Linked DNA regions of Mus musculus: region 1 is linked to region 2. Evidence: chromatin contacts called from public HiCAR-type data. All regions are on one chromosome and are shown on one strand. The core of a region is the stretch at or near the end of the contact, and the rest is flanking DNA. Distances in the headings are between cores, read along the strand shown. Region 1 overlaps Nkx2-2os (NK2 homeobox 2, opposite strand). Region 2 overlaps 4933406D12Rik (RIKEN cDNA 4933406D12 gene).

The links. HiCAR-type assays count read pairs that join an accessible place to other places.
Region 1: a contact with region 2 is called in a HiCAR-type map of astrocytes, with 6 times the contacts expected there. The contact joins two enhancer-like sites. A contact is called at or near these places in 3 of 39 promoter capture datasets (HPC-7-derived erythroid cells, liver and pre-B cells), 2 of 115 datasets of contacts at active chromatin or transcription factors (astrocytes and embryonic stem cells) and 1 of 9 other capture datasets (embryonic stem cells).

The regions. Positions count from the first base shown.
Region 1 is chr2:147,297,402-147,302,940 of GRCm38.p6, forward strand. The region is part of intron 3 of Nkx2-2os (NK2 homeobox 2, opposite strand); the gene reads left to right. Among named protein-coding and RNA genes, the nearest start is that of Gm14110, 24 kb to the right of the region's middle. Within about 2 kb of position 2,135, at least 66 of the 459 cell types and tissues checked have an H3K27ac peak or open chromatin away from gene starts, as enhancers often do. A contact at or near this core is called in astrocytes, where this site is marked.
Region 2 is chr2:146,546,003-146,551,475 of GRCm38.p6, forward strand. 4933406D12Rik (RIKEN cDNA 4933406D12 gene) reads left to right here. Exons shown (of 4, transcript NR_040502.1): 4 at 1-106. Among named protein-coding and RNA genes, the nearest start is that of 4933406D12Rik, 5.8 kb to the left of the region's middle. Within about 2 kb of position 3,194, at least 59 of the 459 cell types and tissues checked have an H3K27ac peak or open chromatin away from gene starts, as enhancers often do. A contact at or near this core is called in astrocytes, where this site is marked.

The DNA of each region.
Region 1 (5,539 bases), core at 885-3,384, 750 kb after region 2:
GAGGAAACCAGGAAAGGGGATAACATTTGAAATGTAAATAAAGAAAATAGTAAATAAAAAAAGAAAACCAACAACAACAACAACCAAACCAAAACAAAACAAAACAAAAAACAACAAAAAAGATGTTGTGAGAGAGCAGGAAGAGAAATGCTTGCTTATACCGAGTCCATCCTCGACCTTTTAGTTTAGGTGAATTTTTCTGGTTTTACCGCAGGATCTTGTTTTAGCTGGTGCTAGACATGGACACACTCTGTGTTCCTGTCAACCGATGTCTTTCACGTGTTTATTTGTCAGAGGAGAGGTGTGGAAGAAGGTGATGGGAAGAAATTGCAATGTGGCCCTCCCCCATTGCTACATGTAACTATGTTCTTGTCCCTAACTCACAGGTCTCAATCTGTAAGAACTAAAACCAGTTTCCACCAGTGATGTGGCTGTTGATGAGACTCTAAGGATGCCTGTTGTCCCTTGAGCCTGTCCTTTGAGAGGCCTGGCTCCTTTTCCTCAGGAAGCCTATTAAAGACCATTCATTCCCTTTGGTCACACTTGGTGAGGCAAGCTTGGGTGAATGCAGTTCCCTTCTGACGCCATTTCCAGGGCTGCCTGGGTGCTCTCATCCAAGTCGAGTAGGGGGCAGCGGTCCCTGCGTCTCAGTGCGCCTGGCTGTGGCCACCTCTGTCCGGGTGCCTTTCTACAGAGCGCCCAGCTAGGGTCCAGCTTGCAGGGTTCTGATCTCTCCTTCTCTGCCCAGCCATTCCTTGCATCTCTGAGACAGAACTGAAAACCGTTCTTGGCTGCTCTCCTGTGCCATTCAGCTGCCTATTGTCCTACACCAACACTCAAGTCTCTTGAGCTGTGCCCACTTCCAGCAACTGTGAGCAAGGTCACCAATTAAAGTAGGAAACAAAACATTTCCTGAGCCCATGTGGCCTCCAGCACTCTGCTTCCTGTTGCGTTGGTGTGTGCTTTACCCGCTGTTGGTCATTCGCCCCTGTTCCATGTGTGTGTGTGTGTGTGTGTGTGTGTGTGTGTGTGTGTGAGTTCCTGACATCTTTATTATTCCTCTTCAGCTTTAGTTTCCTCTCTCCTCATTCTGCTTTTACATGCCTCTGATTTTCAGCCCCTTCCCCACACAGAACCAGAGGCACCCCTTTTCCTGCCTCCTCGGGAGTCACTCCTCCCTCTGCCTCTCAAAACAGAGCTGTCACCTGCAGGCCCTGGTGATGGCTCTGGGCCGAGTCTCACCCACAATGGGAGCTCTCAGAACCCGGCAGCCAGGCCTGGGCCAGGTGCCAACACACCACAGAGAGGCAGCTCGGCCCTGCGGAGGGAGAGTGAGCTGGCAATCAGACCCTCTCGGAGCTGCCACCACTTGCTGTGGGGTCTGGAGCAAGTCACTTGACCTCTGCTTAGCTCCTTGTCCAGAGAGGAAGTCAGAATGGCCTCCCTGAGGATGCTAGAAGAATCAGCAATGAGGGCGGGGTACCTCAGGCTCAGGCCTGCAGACCCATGGCTGGCTTTCTGGATGTGCAGTTTTGTGTGTCTTCCCTCTCTCATACACAAGTCAATGTGCACAGACACAGACAAGCTTACACATGTGCACACACACACACATATGTCTATACATACACGTATGTGTATATATACTCATACAAAGACGCAGACACATGTTCACAGACAAGCATACACAAGCTCAGCATCAATAACATTACATGCAAGCACATGCATGTTCACACACTGAGACACATGGATCACTGCACCAATACCAACGCACATCTACACACATGTACACATCTTTCTATACAAAGATGTACAAATGCATTAACAGGCTTGTTCTCACACAAAATGTACACAGAACATACACTCATACATGCACAAATATGCACACTCAGACATGTTTCCACCATCCAGGATACATATGAATGTCCATATGACTGAGAGTCCCAAGGAGATCAATATGAACCCAATAGAATGGTAATAGGGTGCATCTCTAAAACTTTACCATACTTTTTCCTCTTTCGGTGATCAAGGGTCAGTGGATCCCTTGTGGCAGTCACCGGGCAGGCATAGTGAGGGACACAACAGAAAATGTAGCCCTGGGCCTGGAGGAACTTATTCAGGCAGAATAGGCAAGCCAGTGACTCATCACTAATGTATTCACACACTGTGGCCGAGAGAGCTCACTGCTGGAGTGGAGGCCCCACTGGGTGGAGTGGTGATGCTTACTAGCAGGGAAGGTCAAAGAGGACTGTCTGGAGGAGGGAGCACTTGAGCTGATTGATCTCCTGGCAGGGCACTAGTCAGTACTGTGGAGTCATTTAACTAGGGTTGGCCCCAGAATGATAAGTGACAACTCTGACTGGATGAATGTTTGTGGAACATACATCAAGAGAAGTTCCACTAACTCTTCTTGGCGCTCATGGCTCCAGTTGTCTGCCATGGCCAGAGTGGTCCAGTGGCTTTCCCCTCTGCCTGGGGTATTTGCAGGATCCAAACATCTTATACTCGGGCTCATTCAATGCATGAAGCTAACATGTTGCATACTTTTCTCTTGCTCCTGTGTATTTGTGGTAATAAATTGTGCTGTGCCTTAGAGATGGTCTAAGTCTGTCTTCTCAAAAGCTGATGTGCTAGAGGCTCGGTCCTTAGCAATCTGTGTAAGAGCTGGTGGAACTTTAAAAGATGTGGTCTACCTGCAGTGTTTGCATCATTGATGCTGCTCTCAGAAGGGAATGGTGGTCTCCTAGACTGAGTTCTCATAAAGCAGCTAGGTGCTATAAAACTCTGGTCCCGGTCTTGGCTTTAGCCTGACCCAACCTCATTTCAGCTTGCTCTTTGAGAAGTGATGATATCCCTACATGCCCTTGCCATCTGCCCTAAATCCTGGGCAACATCCCACACCATGTTGTTTGAACTTTACTCTCCAAAACTGGGGACTGAGTATAGCAATTTTGCTTATAGAGTACCCTGCCTTGACTATTTCATGATAGCCATGACCAATATAAACTGTATTGTGCAAATACAACAATATTCTACTGTCTTTTTTAGAGTACTGCTGTGAATAGACACCATAACCAAGGCAACTCTTATAAGAACAACATTTCATTGGGGCTGGCTTACAGGTTCAGAGGTTCAGAGGTTCAGTCTATTATCATCAAGGCAGGAGCATGGCAGTGCCTAGGCAGGCATGGTGCAGGAGGAGCTGAGAGTTCTGTGTCTTCATCTGAAGGCCACCAGGAGAAGTCTTACCCCCATGTGGTTAGCAGGAGGATCTCAAAGCCCAATCCCTCAGTGACACACTTCCTCCAACAAGGCCACAGTAGTGCCATTCCCTGGGTAAGCATATTCAAACCACCACATCCTCCAACATGGCCTTGCCCATATTTCTAAAGAAGCAGAGAGGCCTCTTCTTTTGGCCTGGGTTTGGCTGCAGTGAGCAGAGGACGCAACCTGGAAGGAGTCATAGGAGGTGGCTCTGTTTTGTCACAGTCTCTCTAGGACACACTTTTGGGAACCTGGTGCTTATGTGGCTTCACCTGAAGCTCCTGTCTTGGTGAGACCACATGGGCAGACTCCAGAGGGACAGAGAGGAGTGCAAGGGGGACCCCATTGTCCCACTCTTAGCCCAGGTGCTAGCTGCAGCAAAGAGCCTGTGGGTGACTCCTCTCAACCTTAGGGCAGCCTAGCTGATGTCAGGAGGAGCTAAGATGGAGAAACAGACTCTTTCTGTGACTCTCCATCCAAACAGCAAATTCAGGAGCCAAACACATATTACTGTTGGCCTAAGTCACTGATGTTGCACAGGCTTGCTAGCCAGTAATAGATAATTATAGCACCGAGCAAAGGTTCAGTCACATTTTCTTCTGAGACAACATCTCACTATGTAGTTCAAGATGGCCTTCAATGATTTTTGATCCTCTTACCTCTGTCTCCAGAGTGTAAAGATTACAGGTGTGAACTACCAAACCAGCAATATTTTTGTTTTGTTTTGTTTTGTTTTGTTTTGAAGCTTAGTCTTAGTAATAAAGCCCTGGCCATCCTGAAGCACACTCTGTAGACCAGGCTGGCCTTGAACTATCAGAGATCTACCTGCCTTTGCCTCCTGAGTGCTGGGATTAAAAGTTTGTATCACCATATCCTGGATTATAATTCTTCTTAAGGACTGAGATAAATCCTGAAAAGAAATTGGTTAAGCTGGGTTGTAGCTCAGCCTAGTATAGGTGAGTTCCTGTGTTTGATACCTACGACTATGAAAAATAATAAATAAAGAAGATAAAATGAAATTTTAGCTACTTTTGTAGATTTTATTCAGAGAGACAAAGCCTTTCTTGTGAACCTCTGAAAAATTGCAACTCCTAACGAACTGGAGAAGATAAGCTTGAAGCACCTCAAGTTCCTTGCTGTGACCAGGTGGCTTTCTCTAGGCCACCGAGCCACTTGCTACCGTGCTTTCTGCCAGATGCATGGGTGCAGCCATTAGATAGAAAAGAACTCATTTCCTGGACCTGGAAGGTTGGCCAAAATATCTGGGACGATCCTGGGTATGCTTGGACTTAGTCATTGAGTCTTTATGGTTATGTCTCTAGGTATGTTGACCTCTTGACCTCATGAAGGGAACTGTTCCTTCTAGCAAGGACCAGTACTTCCCAACCTGTCGGCTCCAGGGAGCATGAAATGACTTGACTGGAAGGAGAGCTGCTGTCTGATCTGCAGGAAAAGTGGAGACAGAGAGTAGAAATCACGTTTAGAAACATCTTCAGTCAACATGGGTGTGCACTTTCATAAAACACAATAACAATGCATTACTAGGAAAGCTTAAGATGGATGTTGAAAGTCAAGCTGAAGTTTACTATTAGTTATAACAGATCTGAAGTCCCCGTCCATTCGCTATTGAGGGCTCTAAGTGTTTCTCTTTCCTATTCACATACATCCTTACTGCTCAGCATACATGCCAAGGCCATGCTAGAAACCACATAAGTTTAGGGAACTAGTAATAAAAACCCAAAGCTGTTTTATGAAGATAAGTGTGGAAAGGAGAAGGTGCAGAGATTTTAAAAAGTAATAGATAATACAAAAGTGGGCTGCCTTTCAAAGGAGAAGCTTGCAGACAGGGGAAGTCGAGGGTCCATATGGCGTTCACTCTTTGTTTTGTAGCTTTGAGGTTGGTCTGAAGATTAGAGGAGACTTTCCTTTAGGGAAAGGGTGGATAGGACATGATAGATAACACTGGTATCCTGGCAGAGGCTGGCACTGGGGTTACCAGGCTAAAAGCAAACCCAATTTTCGGTCTCTCACAGATGCAAAGTAGGTTTTAAAGTGCCTGGGGGTATACCCTCTTGTGGCCAAGTCTTACTGCATTGGTCCAAGTAGAAGTTCTGAGGATGACTCTGGACATATCTCTCTCTCTCTCTCTCTCTCTCTCTGTGTGTGTGTGTGTGTGTGTGTGTGTCTGTGTCTGTGTGTCTGTGTCTGTGTCTCTGTCTGTCTGTCTGTCTGTCTGTCTGTCTGTCTGTCTGTCTGTCTGTCTCTCTCTCTCTCTCTA
Region 2 (5,473 bases), core at 1,944-4,443:
AAATCTCCAGCTGACTTGGGGGAAATTAGCCCAACACTCTGACCCCAGCTGCCCCATCTCTTGCTGAGTATTTTAGGTTAAGAATGAAAACAGTGACCACTATGTTATGCTCGTTTTTCTCTGCTTGCTTTTCATGGGTCCAATTTTTTTTTTCATAATCTATGCCAAGAGCATGAACTCTCTGATTGGTTAATATTCCCCAGAGCCCTCTGCCTGCTAGTTGGGTGTGGCCAATGGGAGCTGCCTGAAGCAGGAGAGACGCCCAGCAACCTTACCTTTTTCCTGACCCTACCTACTGTCTTATATGTCCTGAAAAGTTCCCATTGTTGCTATGGCTCTCACCATCCCACGTGGGTCGCGGCACTCTGCCCTCACCTCTGTAAATGTTCCCTTAGTGAACTCCCTGCTGGCCCTCTGGATGCAGCCTGGCCTCGGCAGCTAAGAGAGACTGGAGGATTAAATGAATGTTCCTCCGAGATGCTTGGCATGTGACCCAGGACCTCAGAACTTCAGAGCTCTTAACAGCATCTTATTACTTTCTCCCATCGCCATGGGACTCACTGGTTTGTGACAAATGTAGTGCTGCTTCAGAGGGTAAGAGGGTGACGCTCTGCAATATCGCGGCACTAATGGGGACAGAGCACGGAGTCTCAAGAGCTGAGTTCTGCCAACTAAAATCGGTATGGTAGGGAGTCTACTCTGGTACTGTGTCGCAAGCGATTAGCACGAATACAGCTTGGCGTGGACCAAGCAGGCTTAAAGGTGGCAGAGAGAGCATATTATGTAATCTGGTTTATGAAAAACAAAATCCCAACCGATCAGATTAAAACTCACTTTTAACTAATACTTTGGAGTCATTTTGTCTGTGTTCTTATCCTGAAACAGCAGGAAATGCAGTAAGTGCTCCTGTTTTCTAAAATACACTAACATTTTTAATAATTCTTGGTAAACCAATTAGTCTCCCAGCACCGATTTTAGGAGGTGGCCTTCTGGCTGGACTGACAGTGGCACGTGGGTAGACACATGAAATGGTCGCCCCTTGAGAAACATTAGTCTGCAGGAAACAGGCTCACCTCCAGCCCCCTGGCTGCCCTCAGGATGGAATGTGCACACATTTGGAGGATGAGTACTCCATGAAATAAGGCTGACATGCTCCAGTCCCAAAGCCAATCACTGCTCCAGGTCGTCCGGATTGAAGTCTTGCTTGAATTCTCGAGAAAAAAAGAAAGAAAGAAAGAAAAAAGAAAAAACTGCTGTATGGAAACAGTTTAGTACTCAATAGCCTTGCCTTTCATGGGTAAGGCATGCTCAAGTGAACATCTCTGTAGATCTATTCTTTGTGTCTGGGGGTAGAGGAGTAGCGGTGGAGGAATGGAGATGGAGGGGGTGGGGTAGGGTGTGTGGATAGAGGAGTTGGGGTGGAGTGGGGTGGAGAAGTAGGGATGGAGGAGTGGGGGTGGAGGGGTTGGGGTGGAGGGTGTGGATGGAGAAGTGGGGGTAGAGGGGTGGGGATGAAGGGGTGTGAATGGAGGGGGGGTAGAGGAACGGGGATGGAGGGGTAGGGGTGGAGGGATGGGGATGGCAGTTCCTCAGTGGTAATTTGGGAAGTGAACAAGCATCAGTGTGGAGTGGTAAGGGGAGAGTCAGCAGCTCAGAGATCTCACAAAAAGGTCATCACACTTGCTTGCCAGCTTGAGGAGAAAGTTGTGCATAAAGAACTTACCGAATGGCAAATTACCAAATCCACAGCGGGCACATGTCAAACACCAAGGATTCTGCGCCAGTGCGGAATTTCAGAATCTCCTGTTTCTTTTGGACTGGTTGTGAATTCATCATGAATGAAGAGACTGGTCTCAGACCACTTGTCTCTCACCGTGCTTACTTACGCATGCTTGTTTTAGTGACATAATAACCAGGCACATTTATAGGGTATGCGGTGACACTTTACTGCTGGTGTATGACGAGTGTCAGGGGAGCTGGCATGCTTGGTGACTTCAAACACCGATCCTTTATTCTCGGAACACCTGAGATCTTTCCACCAGCTATTATGTAGTATATATTAAGTACTGTCAACCACACTAATCCTACTGTGATTTCGAGCATTAGAGTGAATCTCACCCAACTACAGCCTAGGATGGACCATTGCCCACTCTATCTTCACGCCCTCTCCTCTGCCCTTCTGTCTGAATTTTCTCTTTCTTTTCTTTTCTTTTTTTTTTTTAATATTTATTTTTAGCTCGCGTGCATTGGTGTTTTTCCCACATGCCTGTCTGTGTGAGGGTGTCAGATCCCCTGGAACTGGAGTTACTGAGAGCTGAGAGCTGCCATGTGGGTGCTGGGTCCTCCGGAAAAAGCAATCATGTTCCTAACTGCTGAGCCATCGCTCCAGCTCCAAAGATTCATTTCTTTTTATTATTTGTTTTTTAAATTATGTGTCTACGTGTGTGTATATGCACCCATGAGTTCAGGTGCCCACAGAGACTCTGGGGATCCCCTAGAGTTCATGGGCATTGTAAGCTGCACAATGTAATGCTGAGAACTAAATTTGGATTCTTTGCAAGAATGTTGTGTGTATGTGTGTGTTTAAACTGCTGAGCAATCTCTCTAGCACCCACCCCATCCAACCCCCCACCCATTTTGAATTTTTATTTTATTTGTTATTGTTTCTTTGAGACAGAGTCCCAAGTAACCCAGACCGGCCTCAAATCTACCTTGTAACCAAGTTAACCTTAGGTTCTGATCCTTGGGCCTCTACCTCCTAAGTGCTAGGACAACCTACCTGTGCTGCTACGGCACCAAATCATTTTTGTTTTTTTCTTTTCTTTTGGGGCTTGGGCCTTGAACATGCTAGGCTGGTACTCTATCACTGAGCTGTCACCAGCCTGATTTGTTTTTGTTTTTGTTTTGTTTTGTTTTGTTTTGTTTTAAATCGTAACACCAAAGATTTTGAGGAAAAAAAATTCAGAAGGAGAAATCCAGATAGAACGTGAGTCTGGGTGTTAATTTTGGCTTCCTGGCTGAGTCGCTTAGCAGTTGCAGGATTAGGATTTGGGGCAAATTCCTTCTTTCAGACTGAGTTTCCTCGAAGGTAATGTGGACCCATTGATGATAAAGGGTTGTCTGGGCTCATGAAGGCCACCTACTGTGGCCTGGCCTGGAAAGAGGGCTCCATGCATAATCCCTACTATTAGTGTTATTCTTGCTGCTGCTATGGTTACAGTCCCCCTCCCCCAACTCCATTAAGTACAGACTGGCCTCTGGCCCTTCCATTTTGAGCTTATCCTAGGAAAAGTCACTATGCTGCCAATAAAGGAAATGCCTGGCGCCCTATTTGTAGATATTGTTCAGGACTAGGAACCAGTAGGAACTATGAGTTTACTCAAGCGAGAGAGTTTAGACTGCCTCCTCTAACTGGCTCAGGGAAGGAGCTGGAGCTTTGTCAGTTAAGCCTTTGAGCCGGTAGCTGGCTGCGGATGAATACAGTCCTGCCAACACCAACTTGAAGGTACTATGTAAATTCCTTAAAGTGGCCTCCCACTTTCTCCACAATAGCATCTCCTCCCCAGCTCTCACCCTCAACAATCAGATCTGTGGGATTCAGCCAGAAGCTGAGTGTTGAGGCCAGAATACTACCCTCTCCCTCACCGGCAGCTTCTCAATGGTAGTTAGTTGTATGTGAGCCTTGTAACCTCTACACATAGAGCTGAGAGGCTGGAGTGGGTCCCGTCTGAGCAGAGGGAGGTCAGATCCTGTCTTAGCAGAGAACAGACAGAACCACTCCAGGGGAATACAAAACAGACAGACAAGTGCTTGTACATACTGATCCCCTCCTGAAAGTCCGTGGGCAACTTGGCTCATTTTTAATAACATCCTGTTAACGGAGGGAGAGAATTCAGGAGTTGAGAGTTACTTTAAAACAACAAAAAAAGAGGCACTCCCAAAAGTGTGCTAGAATTGAAGAGGCCAATTCACAGCCCGGCATGTTAGAAAGACATTGTCAAGAGTTTCCTATATCTGTCCATCATTGGGTGGCATGTTAGTTCTCTGAGGTTCTTTAACTCCTAAGAGGAATGGCACCTACCACTGATACCTGGAGTTCAACCACATACACTGTGTAGAAGTTTCTGTCCCCCCTTTTTTGAGACAGAGTTGCATGGTGTACCCCTGCTTCAGACTAACAAGTCCTGTGATTATAGATATGTACCCCAATGTCTGGCTGAAATCACACATTTTAACACAGCAGAACTGTGCAGTGAAAGGGAAGCCTCTTTTATCATTTGGCCTTGGTCTTGAGGTCCTATTCACTTCTGGCTAACAGATAATAAACTTCCAATTCTCCTAATCTAATCACTTACTGTCCTATGACAAAATACTCCGTCTTACAGATACTTCCCATCATCTGGCTCCTGGATGTCTTGCTGGCTTATGGAACATCAATCTATGGTCTGAGGGCACATCTTGTGTGCATAATGATCATCTTTCTTTCTCTGGCAGACTATCCTTTTGTAGTCTCTCAAGTCTCATAAGGATTAAATAAAATATGTGTGCAGAGCAGTTAATACACGCTCCACTATATAATAGACTCAGTTGATGTAAATACATCTTTGCTGCCCCAGAAGCCTATTTGCTTCTAAACATCATACAAGATCTTGCCATGGTGTGGTAGTTTGAATGAGATGTCCCACACAAGTGTTTGAATACTTGGTCCCTAGTTGGAACTGTTTAGGAAGGATTAAGAAGTGTGTCACTGGGTCTGTCTCTCTCTCTCTCTCTCTCTCTCTCTCTCTCTCTCTCTCTCTCTCTCTCTCTCTCTCCTTCCCCTCTTCTCCTTTCCTCCTTCCCCTCCCTCCCTCCATCTTGTTTGTGGACCAAGATAGGAGTCTCATCTATCCTTTTGCTCCACTACCATGGGCTCTAGCCCTCTGTAACTGTATGCTGCATCGAATGTTTTCTTTTATACATTGGCTGGCTGTGGTGTTTTATCACAGCAATCAAAGAGTAAATAAGACAACATGGCTTACACTACTATGCTTTCTTTCATGTCTTTGACCAGTTCTTTGTGGTTCTCTTTATCCTTACTCACCCTTAATATCTGGCTCTTTTCCTGATAAGCAAGTTTCTCCCCTTGCAGTCAACAGGCAAAACACTGGAACCTCTTCCAACACTATGGCACTGAGATCCATTTGGGTACCCATTCCATCCCATTTTCAAGCAGAGGCTGATGCAGCCCATGTTAGCTGGGTCTGGTGGCACAGACCTGTAATCCCAGCACAGGAGTTAGATCCAGTTTAAGGCTCCAGTTATATGATACCCTGTGTCAAACAAAGCAAAACTTTGTTAGTAGTGTAAGTGAACAATAGAGTGGATTGCATCTTGGTGAGTGGAGAGAGGCAGAACTGAGCAGGGCCCTCCACAAAGAAAGCCTGGGGCTTCTATTCAGGCAACCTATACATATTCATTTAAGGGGGAAGAC